Linked DNA regions of Lactuca sativa: region 2 is linked to region 1. A link is a contact called in public Hi-C data. All regions are on one chromosome and are shown on one strand. Each heading gives the region's core, a stretch centred on a gene start, on an enhancer-like site or on the middle of the called end of the contact. The rest is flanking DNA. Distances are from core to core; before and after follow the strand shown.

The links. A called contact is a pair of places that touch in the nucleus more often than the background predicts.
Region 2: a Hi-C map of leaf shows a contact between it and region 1, with 5 times the contacts expected there. The contact joins the promoter of LOC111900987 here to the promoter of LOC111900982 in region 1. A contact is called at or near these places in 2 of 4 Hi-C or Micro-C datasets (both in leaf).

What each region holds. Positions count from the first base shown.
Region 1 is chr6:7,174,163-7,180,435 of Lsat_Salinas_v11, forward strand. LOC111900982 reads right to left here and starts at 2,947. Exons shown (of 1, transcript XM_023896849.3): 1 at 2,044-2,947. The coding sequence starts at 2,842. The coding sequence ends at 2,138.
Region 2 is chr6:7,311,733-7,318,453 of Lsat_Salinas_v11, forward strand. It overlaps LOC111900987 (meiotic recombination protein SPO11-2), which reads left to right and starts at 5,010. Exons shown (of 10, transcript XM_023896855.3): 1 at 5,010-6,119; 2 at 6,216-6,299. The coding sequence starts at 6,042. It overlaps LOC111900986, which reads right to left and starts at 4,443. Exons shown (of 1, transcript XM_023896854.2): 1 at 3,850-4,443. The coding sequence starts at 4,443. The coding sequence ends at 3,850.

The DNA of each region.
Region 1 (6,273 bases), core at 1,697-4,196:
ACTAAATAAAAGGAACTCATGGAGAAAATCATGCATGCACTTGAAATTGTTATAGAGACTCAATGTATTGTCATTATCGACATCAAATGATACCCTTTCCGTTGAGACTCTCAAAAGGTAATGTATTGTACTATCGTTTGAATCAGATTTTACTAGATAAATGTCCAATAATTTGTAAAAATATTGTTATTTATTTATTGTTGGTGATTTTTGATCATCAGTGTTATTTAAGTATAATGAGATTACTTTGTGTTGACCAAAAATAATCTTGATAAATATTAAACAAGTAAGGGAGGTGTGGAGTACACACTTGTTTAAGTTTGATCAAGTTTCAAAGTACACTGTCATTTAAGGGCAAAGCCCCTGAACGAACGGGTGTCCTGGGGCAGCGCCCCTGGGAGTGGGGTCCAAGGGGCGGTAGCCCCTGGCTGGGATCGAGCTGCCAGGTCAGCGCGAAATTTTTTTATATAGGGTATGTTACTATATTAAAAATGCATCAGAAAATTGATTTTTCAGATAATTGACAATTGGTTTGACCCTTATCCATATATCTGTTTTTATGACAGTTTTTATAGTTATATGACAGTTTAAAACTGTCATATGACAGTTTTCAGACAAATATATTAAAGTTGGTTTTGGTCTCATTTTCTGATACATACGAAAATATCATCAAACATTCTCGGTTCTTGTCTCTATGAGTCTTATCCAATTGAGGATTTGGGAGTACCACCAAATACTTTGATTTGAAAGTGATACTCACAATTCTCAGAATTTCCAAGCCTTTCTACACCCAAATTTCTAACATTTATGTTTATGCAAAATCAGGGTCTTGGGTCTTCGTCGTGTAAACCCAAATTTTACACTATGATTTCATATAAATTCTCCATCCCGCGACATTTATGGTTTGATTCAGGATGGTGACACAAGTAAAAATGAAGCAACTTACTATATAAAATTTTGATTCCATTGGCTTACCATATCACGATTCATGTTGCTTCACATTTAAATTTTTGCTTAAATTTGTTGTCATTAATCTGTTTTGATTAAGAAATAAGCAACCTGTAGAGTAATAAACGCCGATAAAAAAAGTAATTGGTCCTTTAAAAACTTGAAGCATGACAGTTAATTATTGGAGCAATAATATCTTTTTGTTGTTACCGAAATCCAAATTTATTAGTTAGAACCTAATAAAGAGGAATTCACATCGTAACAAAACTTTATATACCTATTATACACAATACACAATGTTGTTGTCCTTGAAAATTAAAACATCTCATTAAATCTTGTTTTAATAGGTTCAATATATTTAAGTTTCTCTTGAGGGACAACGTTTTATGGTATCGGGGTATATACACATTATATCGTCGCAAACATGCTTATATTTTATTTTAATTTTTCCAATGAAGTAATTATTCGACGCATTATAAAAGAAAATTATAAGTTAAAAGCGGTAATTATGTAATTTAAAATTGTATAAATATTGAGGGGGTGTTTGGCTTAGCTTTTTAAGGACCAAAAGTCCTTTTTGGAAAAATTGCAAAAAGTCAGGTTTTCCTGATTTTTCCAAAAAGTTGATTTTACTTCTATCAAAAATCAAAAAATAGGTTTTAAAATTAGTTTGCCAAACATCTTTTGGCTTCTCAAAAGCTAAGCCAAACACCCCCTGAGTCTCGCTTGCGGATGTCCACATAATTTAAACAGGATTGCACGATCCTTCAATAGCCGCAGATTTAGCCAATAAGATGTAATGACAAGAAACACATAGGTGAAAGTATGAAGTTGTTTAAACATCACATGATTAAATTTACTTTATATTCTAATTTTTGAAAATTCTAAATCATTTTATTTTTTGTCATTTCTCACCTTTTAATTCATATAGTGGTTGAAGAACACGTCTAATGAACTTTATCGAGTGTGGATTATCGAAATGGTCAAAGTTTCAGTAGTAGTTGAAAGTGGTAATTTTGTAAAAGTTTAGAGACTTATTATGTTGAAAAGTTTAACCACTAATTCACTAAATGGTATAATATTTAAACCATAAAATAACAAAAATATAATTTCTTTTATATAATACTCCAAAAAATATTTTTTTTGAAAAAACAAGAAAATCATTAGAAATACATGTGAAGAAGAAATCCTAAAAAGAAACATGCCTTTTGCAATTTTGACCGACAATCCCCCGACTCGTTATGTTAACGGCAAAGGAACAGTTCATTGTTACCGTTGCTTTTTTCTTAATGATGTTCAGTATCTTAACCCTTCCCTTAATCTTTGTATAACTTTCCACCGGAAGTATCCCCGTCGACAAATCACTTCCAAACTGTTGGTTTCCGGTGATTTCCGCCACCGCCACTTCAAACGTCAAGTTCAATCTCATCGTCCTCCTTGCCTTAGCCACCCCTCCGGGAACGTCCGCCACTCCGATCACCGTCTGATGGTACAAAAGACTCGAATTTGACCTTTTAAACTTAAATGCCGCCACGTTATTGTTCTTCACGGAGACGTCTGCCACCACAGTCAGATTGGCTTTACCAGTGAGTAGATCTGTTGAGTTGACTCGGTCAAATCCGATGATCGTTGCTGAGTTCATGGTGATTTGTGGGTTTTTGACGTGGAGGACTGTGAGGCCTAGGACTAACAGAACCACCGCGATGATGAGTACGACGGCGGTGATGATACCGCAGTAGATGGTGCATTTGCGGAAGCCTTGGCTTTGCTTATTTGATGTGGTGGACGAGGCTTCGTCTACGGTGGCGGTAGGCAGATGACGGATCTCAGGCGCCGGAGATAAAGGCTTCTCTTGATCGTCGTCCGTCATCAGTTTTTGATTTGGCTGAGACATGATTGAGATTGATCCATGGCAGGCCAATTAATGGTGGGTGGGGCTCATTTTATTTGTCCAACTTTGATTCGTTGACTAAGAATTTGGATTTGATCGTTGACATAGAATTTGGAAGACCAGGAAGCCCAAACGCTATAAATTTCCTTGGCAATTACAAGATTAATGACCATTTAATATAGAAAAAAAAAAGGATAAAATTATATAAATGGTGTCTTTTGTTTTTTAGATTCTCAATTTTCTTCTCATTTTTTTTCTTTTATAAATAGTTTTGGTAAAATAACTTGTTAGGATAATTATCTTTTCGTTTCGTTCAGGTTTAGACATATATATATATATATATATATATATATATATATATATATATAATTTGTTAAATATGTTTATATATTATCATTGTTATCTGCATAGTGACAATGATAATATATAAACACATTTAACAAGTTAAATGATTAAATGTGAGCAATTTCTTTTATAAATTTTATAATTTTTTTTTTAATAATTTCTTACAATATTTTCTAATACAATGTTTTAAACTTTGTTTATAAATTGTTTTTGACTTATTTCTATATTTTCATATAAATTTAATACAAATATTTTTCAACCAAATATTTTATAAATGTTTTAAATTTTTATTACAAGTTTTCAGCTTTTAAATTTTTTTTTTTTAATTTTCATACAACTTTTTATAACTCTCATACAATTATTTCTAAGCTTTCTTTTACAACATTTTAAAGTGTTTCACATATTTTGTATGACAATTTAATATTTTTTAATAACATTTAAAAATATTTTCCTTAAATACTAGTTTAAAACGTTGTATTAAAAAAATAAAAAAAATAAACTTTTAATTAATAAGTATTAAAAAGTTGTAATAATTTTAAAACATTTACATTATATAAATTTTGTTTTGTTTTGTTTTGTTTTGTTTTGCTACGTAATATTTTATTTTTATTTTTTTAGAAGACTCTTCATACTTATTGTTACATATTTAATTTATTTAATTTTATTGTTAGATATTATTTACTTTAAAACTATTATACATACTTAAATACAAAAGAAAAAATATATATAATAGACTATATAAAATATTTCAAAAAAAAAAAAAAACAAAAACATATTTATTAATTCAAAAGTAAGGTTTAGAATTGATCAATATTTAATTAGTATTTAGGACGTTATTGATACTTTAAAAATAACGTCCGAAAAAAATAATACAAACATATATGAAAAAGAAAATCGTTATTAAAAATGGAAAAATGACTTATGAGGGTAATTAACTTTTCATTTTTTTTTTCACATTTAGACAATTTCTGTTTTTTGTACACATTTGACCATTTAACTTGTTAATGTGTTTGCATGTTACCATTGTCACCTATTATAGTCAGTGATAATGATAATATGTGAACACATATAACAAGTTAAATGGTCAGATGTGTACAAAAAAAGTTGCCTAATTGTGAACAAAGCGACAAAGATTATTACCCTAGTAAACAATAGTTTTTGTGGTTTCAAATTTTAATCAAGTTTGTTATTGTTGTTTCCGTTTGTTATAAATTTCATCTAAAATTACAATTTTACATTTCAATTAATTTTTTATTAATTAGTTTAGATCTAATAAATATATATGAGAAATATGTAGAAAAATTTCAATGTTTTGGGTCAGTTTATAATTTAACTAAGCGAATCCTCGCGCGTTGCGCGAGAGTAGAATTACATAGTTTAAATAATAACTTTTACCAAATTATTATTTAATATTTCTACTTTGAAAAAAAATGCTAGTAGTAAAGCAAACATATAGTTACCATATTAGTTTTATTAAACATTATAGTTTAATTTTTAAGTCATTGTGATATATACAACTATTTTATAAATTTATAAACCGTTTAAAATTGTGTAAATTATATATCAAATTAATGATAATATAACGGGTAACAAAACGTATGAACAAAAATATGAACTACAACTTTTAAAAACATAAAAATAGAAAAACATATATTATAACATTTGTATTAATATATATATATATATATATATATATATATATATATATATATATACACACACACACACACAACGAATAATAAAAAATATGAAAAATAAACATTATAATTTTTAATAACATAAAAACACTAAAACATCTATTATAACATTTATATTAACTCTTCATATTTAAATCACAAATCTCTTCAAATACATTAATGTTTTTAATGAGCAAAAACTTTACAACCTTATAAAAGAAAGGAAAATAAAAAGTTATTAGTGATTACTAATTAATAATCATAAGTTAAAAACTCTTGAGTTGTAACTAATAAATATACATAAATTAGAAAACTCTTGAGTTATAGTGTGAGTTTCAAATGAATGCGATACTTGGAAATGTGTATTTATTATTATTATTATTATTATTATTAATATTATTATTATTATTATTATTATTATTATTATTATTATTATTATTATATTCGTCTAAATAATTGGTTTTGATGCATCATTTTAATCCATTTAATTTAAACATAAAGATATTTAATTATAAATTTATAACATACATAGGTGCATATACATGTTAAACAAATCACATATTATATATATATATATATATATATATATATATATATATATATATATATATATATATATTTTCGTAAATGTCATATGTAATTCTTGTCGTAGTAATATAGATAAATTACTTTCATATGAAGAACATATCATGATAAGTCTATCATAATTACATATCAAATGTTAATATATTGTGTAGGATAACCCAACAAAAAATAATGGAAAATAAACATAATCAGAATAGAAAAACTACAATCAAATAAATAAGAGCATTGGGTGGTTGAATATATAAATAAAGATGTTACATAAACATACATTTAAATCAAAAGAAAAAACTAATATTCATCAACTTTGCTCAAACAAAAAAAAATCTATATCTGTTTTCTGAATCTTCTTTCTTCATTTAACACCATTCAACCATAGAAATTTGATGACAATTCTTCACTAACCTGCAATCAAAATATTTTTCTTGAAAAAGAAGAATCAGAAAGATATTCCAAGCAAAACATTGATGTTTGGAGAGTCACATTCAAGATTGAGTAATACATACAAATCACATATAACGATTAAATGAGAAACTGGATATAAAGAAAGAATATAAAAGTTTCATTTGTTTTGGTTGAAAGATATTCCAAGCAAAATATTGATGTTATGACATCCTTCTTACATGTAAGATTTTATATAACACAAAGACATAAAAGATTGACCTTTTTATAATAAACTTTTCACTAAATGCTAATTAAACATAATATAAGTTATAAAACTTTTGAGTGTTAAATCATAATTGAGAAAACTTTTGAGTTGCATTAGTTAAAAAAAGGGGTTTCAAATGAATGTGGTTTGAGGAAGTTAAAAAATGGGGGTTTCGAATGCAT
Region 2 (6,721 bases), core at 3,760-6,259, 140 kb after region 1:
GAATGAATTAAACCATATGGTGTAGGAGAGATTGGTTACTACTCACTATTGGCAGAAGAGCTACGTCGACAAGAGATGATCAGAGTTGGAGTTCCAGGTAGGGGACTATGTATTTTATAAGGTTTCTCCATAGAAAGGGGTGATTCAGTTCCACGAGAGAGGAAAGTTGGGACCTCGATATATAGGTCCTTACAAGACTATTGCTTGAGTGAGGAAGGTAACATATCGTTTAGAGTTACCTAATGATTTGAGATTGATCTGTAACACCTACCATGTGTTTCAACTTCGGAAATGTTTGGCGGACGAGACGGCAGTCGTTCCTCTTGAGGATATTCAGATTGACAAGAGACTCAACTATGTGGAAAAGCCTGTGTCCATTCTTAAGAGCAAGACAAAGACCCTGAGGAACAAAGAGATTAGAATAGTGAAGGTTCATTGGAAGCATCGTAAAAGTTCAAAATGGACCTAGGAACCAGAGACAGAGATGCAGGCGCATTACCCTGAGTTGTTTTCTAGCAGTGACTTCAAGGATGAAGTTCGATTCAAGCGGGGAGAGGTTGAACGCCTCGATTCTCGGTAAGTAGCCTTATTTTATTAATTTATTTATTTAGTTCCATTATATTTTGTTTTTTTGAAGAAAAATATTTATTTTGGGTTAGACTTGGATTAAATTTGTAAGAAAAAATGGTTATAGGGGTAAATATTATCATAATGGCTTTCCTTAGGGGGCTAAATTATAAAATATAGGCAAAGCCCATAATATTAGATCTCTTGAAGGGCTGATCGACCCTCTCTCTTTTGATTTATCAACATAGGGTTGATCCCTAGTAATCAAAAAGAATAAAAAATATGCAAGCATGTGGGTGTGTGTGAAGCTACAACATAAAAAGGGAAGAAAGGAAGAAGAAAAAAGGCGAGGGTATGATCAAGACTACAAAGGAGTGAAGGCTGATCGATGGTAAAGACGAAGGGGATAAGCATATGGTTATCGATTTCTTGGCCAAATAAGTATCAAACCTAATTAAAAGCTTTTCTCTTCGTCCCTCGTTTGATTTTCCTCTCATCACCATCATGAACCACCATGGCCGCCGGCCTTCACCACAACCAGTTGACCACCACTTCCCAATATGTAATGGTGGCAGTGGCCGATGCCCCTCCAACGCAAAATTGGCTTAATGGTATAGAAAAACCAAACAATACTTGTGTTTTCTCTTTTACCATCACACTTTGCTTTTCCCTTAAAAGCATTGTACTTTGAGTCATGGTTAGAAGTTAGACTTGTCCTTTTGAATCAATGACTTATTGCTACTATTAAGAACTTAATTTCAAAGTTGTGAAATTGCATAAGAATACCTATTCTTACCCTATTTGTAGAAACTATAGAAAAATCATCGGGAGTTGAATCTAGAATCCGTAAATTCTCAAAGGTCAAATTTCGAGTGTACTATGTCCCTAATTTTTTTTCTTAACTTGACGTTGGCTCTAACTGAGGTGAAAATCTTCATTTTCACAGACTGGTTCAAAATTAGCTACATTGATTTGAATGTTTGTGAAATCATAGAAAAGTGTAGACAAATCGTATGGACCTGTATAAGTAGTCCATTGAAATCTAAAAAACTAAACTACGGAATATGGAAAAATATTGTAACTTGGGTGTGTTTTGGTAGTGTTAAATTGGTCTCGAATAGGCTGCTATTTCGGGTTGAAATCTGGAAATTTAATCAAGTAGTTTGTTTACAAGCTTAGTGTGAATGGCAATCATTTTTCATCTTGATTGGTATTTTTAGGAGTATCGAAATTAGACTTGGTATGAGTGGGTTTTTCACTACACTGTGTGATGTTGTGTATGCTTTACTTTAGCTCGTGTGTGATTATAAGATGTGTATGTGGGTATCCCTAGGCTGGGTTAGTGTCTAGTGGGTGATCGGACGTTACCAATCTGTCCCAAGGGCTCGATGAACTGAACATAGGGGATCAGGCGTAGCTAGTGTGTCCCAATGGGATTATGTTCAAGGGATTAGCCGATGTGTCCCAAGGGCTCGATGCGCTCAATAAGTGGGATCAGACATAGCTATGTGTCCCAATGGGTGTATGCTTGTTTCTGATTTGTTCTTTGACATGCATGTATGGTCGTGTGACTAATGTTGATACATGTGTGTTAGACATAGTTTGTATGATATGATATTGTGTATATATGAAATTCACTAAGCTTTGTGCTTAACCATTTTCCCTTAAAAATAATGTTTCAAGATTAGTAGGTACTCTGCATGGCAGGGCGTGATAGTACACATTGGATCGGGACGGATTTGTGGAGTTTTATGTTAAATTGGATTATGTTTTCTTTGATTTTGGAATTTATAACTGTCAAATGGTTTTTGAATTTACTTTGATATATCTTGAGGTTGTGGTTTTGATACTTCTTTCGAATAAAAGTTATGGTTTTTTATTATAGTTATGTTGTTTTAAAAAGTTCAAATTTATTATGATTATTATTATTTTCCGTATAAATTCAAACTTCTCAAATGTTTAGACCTTCGTATTTTTTTATAAGTAAACTCGTGTAATATACGAGTGTTACACTAATTTGTTATAATAGTTATGTAATTCAAGATCAGGGAACTAGCCATGCTTAAGTTGGTTAAAATTTTCTTGTATGAGGAAAATTTCTAGGAGGAACACATGCAACTTCAGCCATGGTGGAATGGGCATTTGAAAAATCAAAAGATAATGAAAAAAGTGCAACATGAATTCATATATTGTCAATTATGTCGTTCTTAATTTAGGCATGCAAATTTGGGTCTCATGTTACAACAATCGGTATCAAGGTCCTACCTTGAAGATATGTGCAATTTGTTCGAAGATAGATCTTGATTTGACAAATTCATACATGATCAAATTTTGAACACACATTAAATTTTGATCCGAAGAAATATTTCATGAGATCCTGTGATCTTTCATGAACCGATAATTCATAGTGGTCAAAGTTTTGTTGTTGATTTAATTGAGGTTCCCTATAAGTTGAACGCAAGCTCTTCGGATTCAAGGTAAAAAGAAAACAATGAGGCAGTGCTGATCCGAATCCATGCAAATGATTGGTGAGTCAATGAAATTTGATTGAGAGTCTAAGTCAAAATTGGTGTTTAAGGGTATATGTGCTTCCAAGTGCTTTATGTGTGGTTCGTATTCAGTGTTGCATTTAATTGTGGATGTGGTTCGTATAATTGAAGAATGTTGGTCCAAGTATGTATTTTAACGACCAAGTCAGTATATGTGAAGGAAACAATGATTTTGAAGCTCCAATTTGAACGAAAGATTAGATGTTTGGAATGAAAGGTAATTATGTTTTGATTTTTTTTACTGAAATCTCGATTATCATTATTAGTGTTTTAACTATTTTAACATGTTTATATTTATTTTTATTGTTTGGTAGGCAATGAAGAGTTGTGTTTACAAGAACTCACTAGTCACTAGTAATATTATCTTATTATGTAATTGGATAGAAAGGATAAACAAAGACATACGTTTGAACGATTTTCTTTTTTGATGTTATAGGTTTGAAAACTCTTATTTTGTTTTTGAGCTTAGTTATATATGCGATTCTTATGTGTGGGACACATTTGTACCATTAAGTAAACAGATTATTATTTTATATTAGTCGTGTTTTGTGTGATTTAGTTGAATTGTTTTCATGTTAGTAAAAAGATAACATAGTCGGGTTATGAAAAAAACATGATTATGCTTGTTTATCGTTTTGAAAGAAAAAAACATGATTCTTCAAATGTCAGTTAATTTCTAAAATCAAACTACATAATATTCACAAATTATCATTAATCAATTAAATCACTACCATCAATTTCCCTTGGCATAGACGTTGTAAATGCTCAAAGCATTTGAACACAACTTCCTGACGTTTTCATTCTTTTTAGCCACCTCCTCTACTTGACGAGTCTTCTTCCCAGCGCTAATGCTCTTTCCACACGTCTCTGCCGTCGTCATTGCAGCCAGAATCTGAACCCCCACGTCCAACTGATTAGGCCCTGTCAACAATGCACTGGTCGCATCCGCCAGCATGTCCACGATGCTTGAGTAGCTCTGGCTACAATCTGCCAACGTTTCCTCTTCTATCGTATCCTCCACAACGTCCTTCTCCTCTTCCTTTTGCCTCGTAATCTTTATCAACTCAGCTGTGGCCACCGCTTCACGCGATGCAGTCTGGAGTGCCACGAAGGTCGCCTGTTTCAAGCTCTTAATGTCGCCGATGGATTGAGTTTTGAGGACCGAAATGCAGAAGTCTTTCTCCATAGATGGTTCGCATGCCTTCGCAATCACGTCTGGACTCACGGTTCGAGTTTCGTTTTCGATTGGGTGCATCACTGGATGAAGCCTCGCATACGCCCCAAGGAAGAGCGAAAAGAACACGAAGAAACATGTTGATGGACCCATGATGATTGGTTTGTTAAGAATTATGACTGTGGTACGGAAATTATTCTTGTTATAAGAATGAAGCTAAAATTACGGGGAGAATCTGGAAATTACTAAACATAAGGGACTGGTATCGGGTGTAAGTAGATGAACGACCTCCCATTGCGAGGAACATACGCCTAATGACCCGGTAATGTTTAGTGGTATGCGATAAGTACAACAATAGACCCTATACTTTCGCTTAAGTTGCATATTAATCCTATCTAAACTATTTAATTACTATTTACTTGATATTATCTAAGGTCAGCTAAATCTTTACATGTGATTTAATTAAGTTCAATTAAGTCTTTACATGTGATATATGGATCGAATTTGTATTAAGATTGTATTATAATCATAAAGTAAAGTTAGTGTTGTCTATTAGGCCAAAAAGCTTCTTTTCCACATTATTTTCGACAACGTTTTGTTGTTTTCGTTTTTTTGGTTGATTGGTTTATGTGGTTGCAACTTCTTCTTTCTCTGCTATTCTCTAAATAAATTATGTTGTTGAAAAAAGTAAATTTAAAAAGTAGGAAAGACTTTTTTAATTGTCAACTAATAAACATACATTTTGACCTTCACAAGTCAAACTCCAACTTATGATTTTGTTCCAAATTCATTAAAAGACACGTTTCTTTTTGCAAATTCAATACCCACTTCCATTTTTAGCTATAACCTTTATAATTTCAAAGATTTACATCAATCTTGAATTCTAATTCCATCATCTAATAGAATCATCTTTCTATTTAATATTTATATTTGTAGGTCGTACTCGAAAGCTTTCTTACCCATTACCAACAAGAACAACAAAAATCCAGAAAATCAAGATTTGAACCTTTTGCTACTACACCTTTCTTCAAAGAAACATATGGTGATCTTGAACCAAACATAAGTTTTACACTTACAAATCCCAGAAGTTTAGACACTGAATGAAACAGATCTTTACATCTTTCTGAATCCAACACATCACAGTTTGAGGTTACTTGATAATTAATCTCAAGTATGCTATATTTGATGTATAGTGTTCATTGTTAGCGGATTCCGAGGTTGTTTTACTTAGGAAAATTGTTAGAACTATTATTTATTTCTAAAATTGGGGGTTAAGTTTATGTTAATGTTGGTTTTCTTTTAAGTTTTAACCATAGCTGTTAAAAGGGTAGGATTTATATCAACTCCAGTGTATGATAATGGAAGATGATAATTGGTGGTTTTTTATTGTTGTTTTAAGTGTTATGTATCCTATGGATTTGAGTTTCTTTAAAGGAGAATTGTTAATGGTGACTCTTATATTAAGAGTTTCTTAAATTTAGCCTTTTATGTAAATGCAAAAAATAATACTTCTATTGATTTTCTTATTATAACATCCTATTTTTGTTTCTTTCTAACCAGCTCGGCTGTCAAATGAAATCCAATTTATAAATTTAAGCTCCTTGCTTGATTTTACTTTTTTTATTTAATTTTATTTAAAATAAACACCCGTGCTCATGTTTAATAGAAAAGAAGTGAAGATAGGATTTTGATTTTTGAATATATAAAGCAAATTGGCGCGCTATTTGGGCCACAAGCAGTAGGGCTGCATCATGGGAGACGAGCGCAGATCCACCATCTTCTTCACCGAGCAACACCTTTCCTACGCCGATATCCTTCCACCTCTTGAGGTACTTCTTCTTCTTCTTCTTCTTCTTTCCAATTCAATGAATTCTAGTTCATAATTTTCAAAGACGTTTCAATAATGTTCGGAACCAAATCATCAGGTCCGAGCTAGAATCGAAATAGCCGTCCTGAATTTCCTCGAGGATTTGAACTCTTCAACTCCAGCCATCTCAAACCTCCCTATGGTCCGAATTCCTCACCATTTGAGTTTGATTATTAATGTCGATCTGTTTCGATGTTTTTTTTTTCTTTCAATAAGCAATATGATCCTGTATCGTGCGTCGGAGATTTAAGCTATGAATGTTACAACTCAGCTACAAGTTTACCACAGAATCGTAATTACATTTTGAATATAAGGTTGAAACAAATAAGGCGTATTCATGTTTATGAGCACCAATGGAAACTATATGCTAATTGTGGTTTCGATTTCCTCAACATGTATCGACAAAACTGATAGGAATTGGATCGACTTAGGAAATTCGAATTGCTCGTGAAAGCCTATGTATTGTTATACAGTACAAATGAGCAATGATTATTGGGAACCATTTTAATTCTTCTTTTTCTTTTTGCTCAATTGGCGAATGATCAATTGATGCTGCGAATGAAA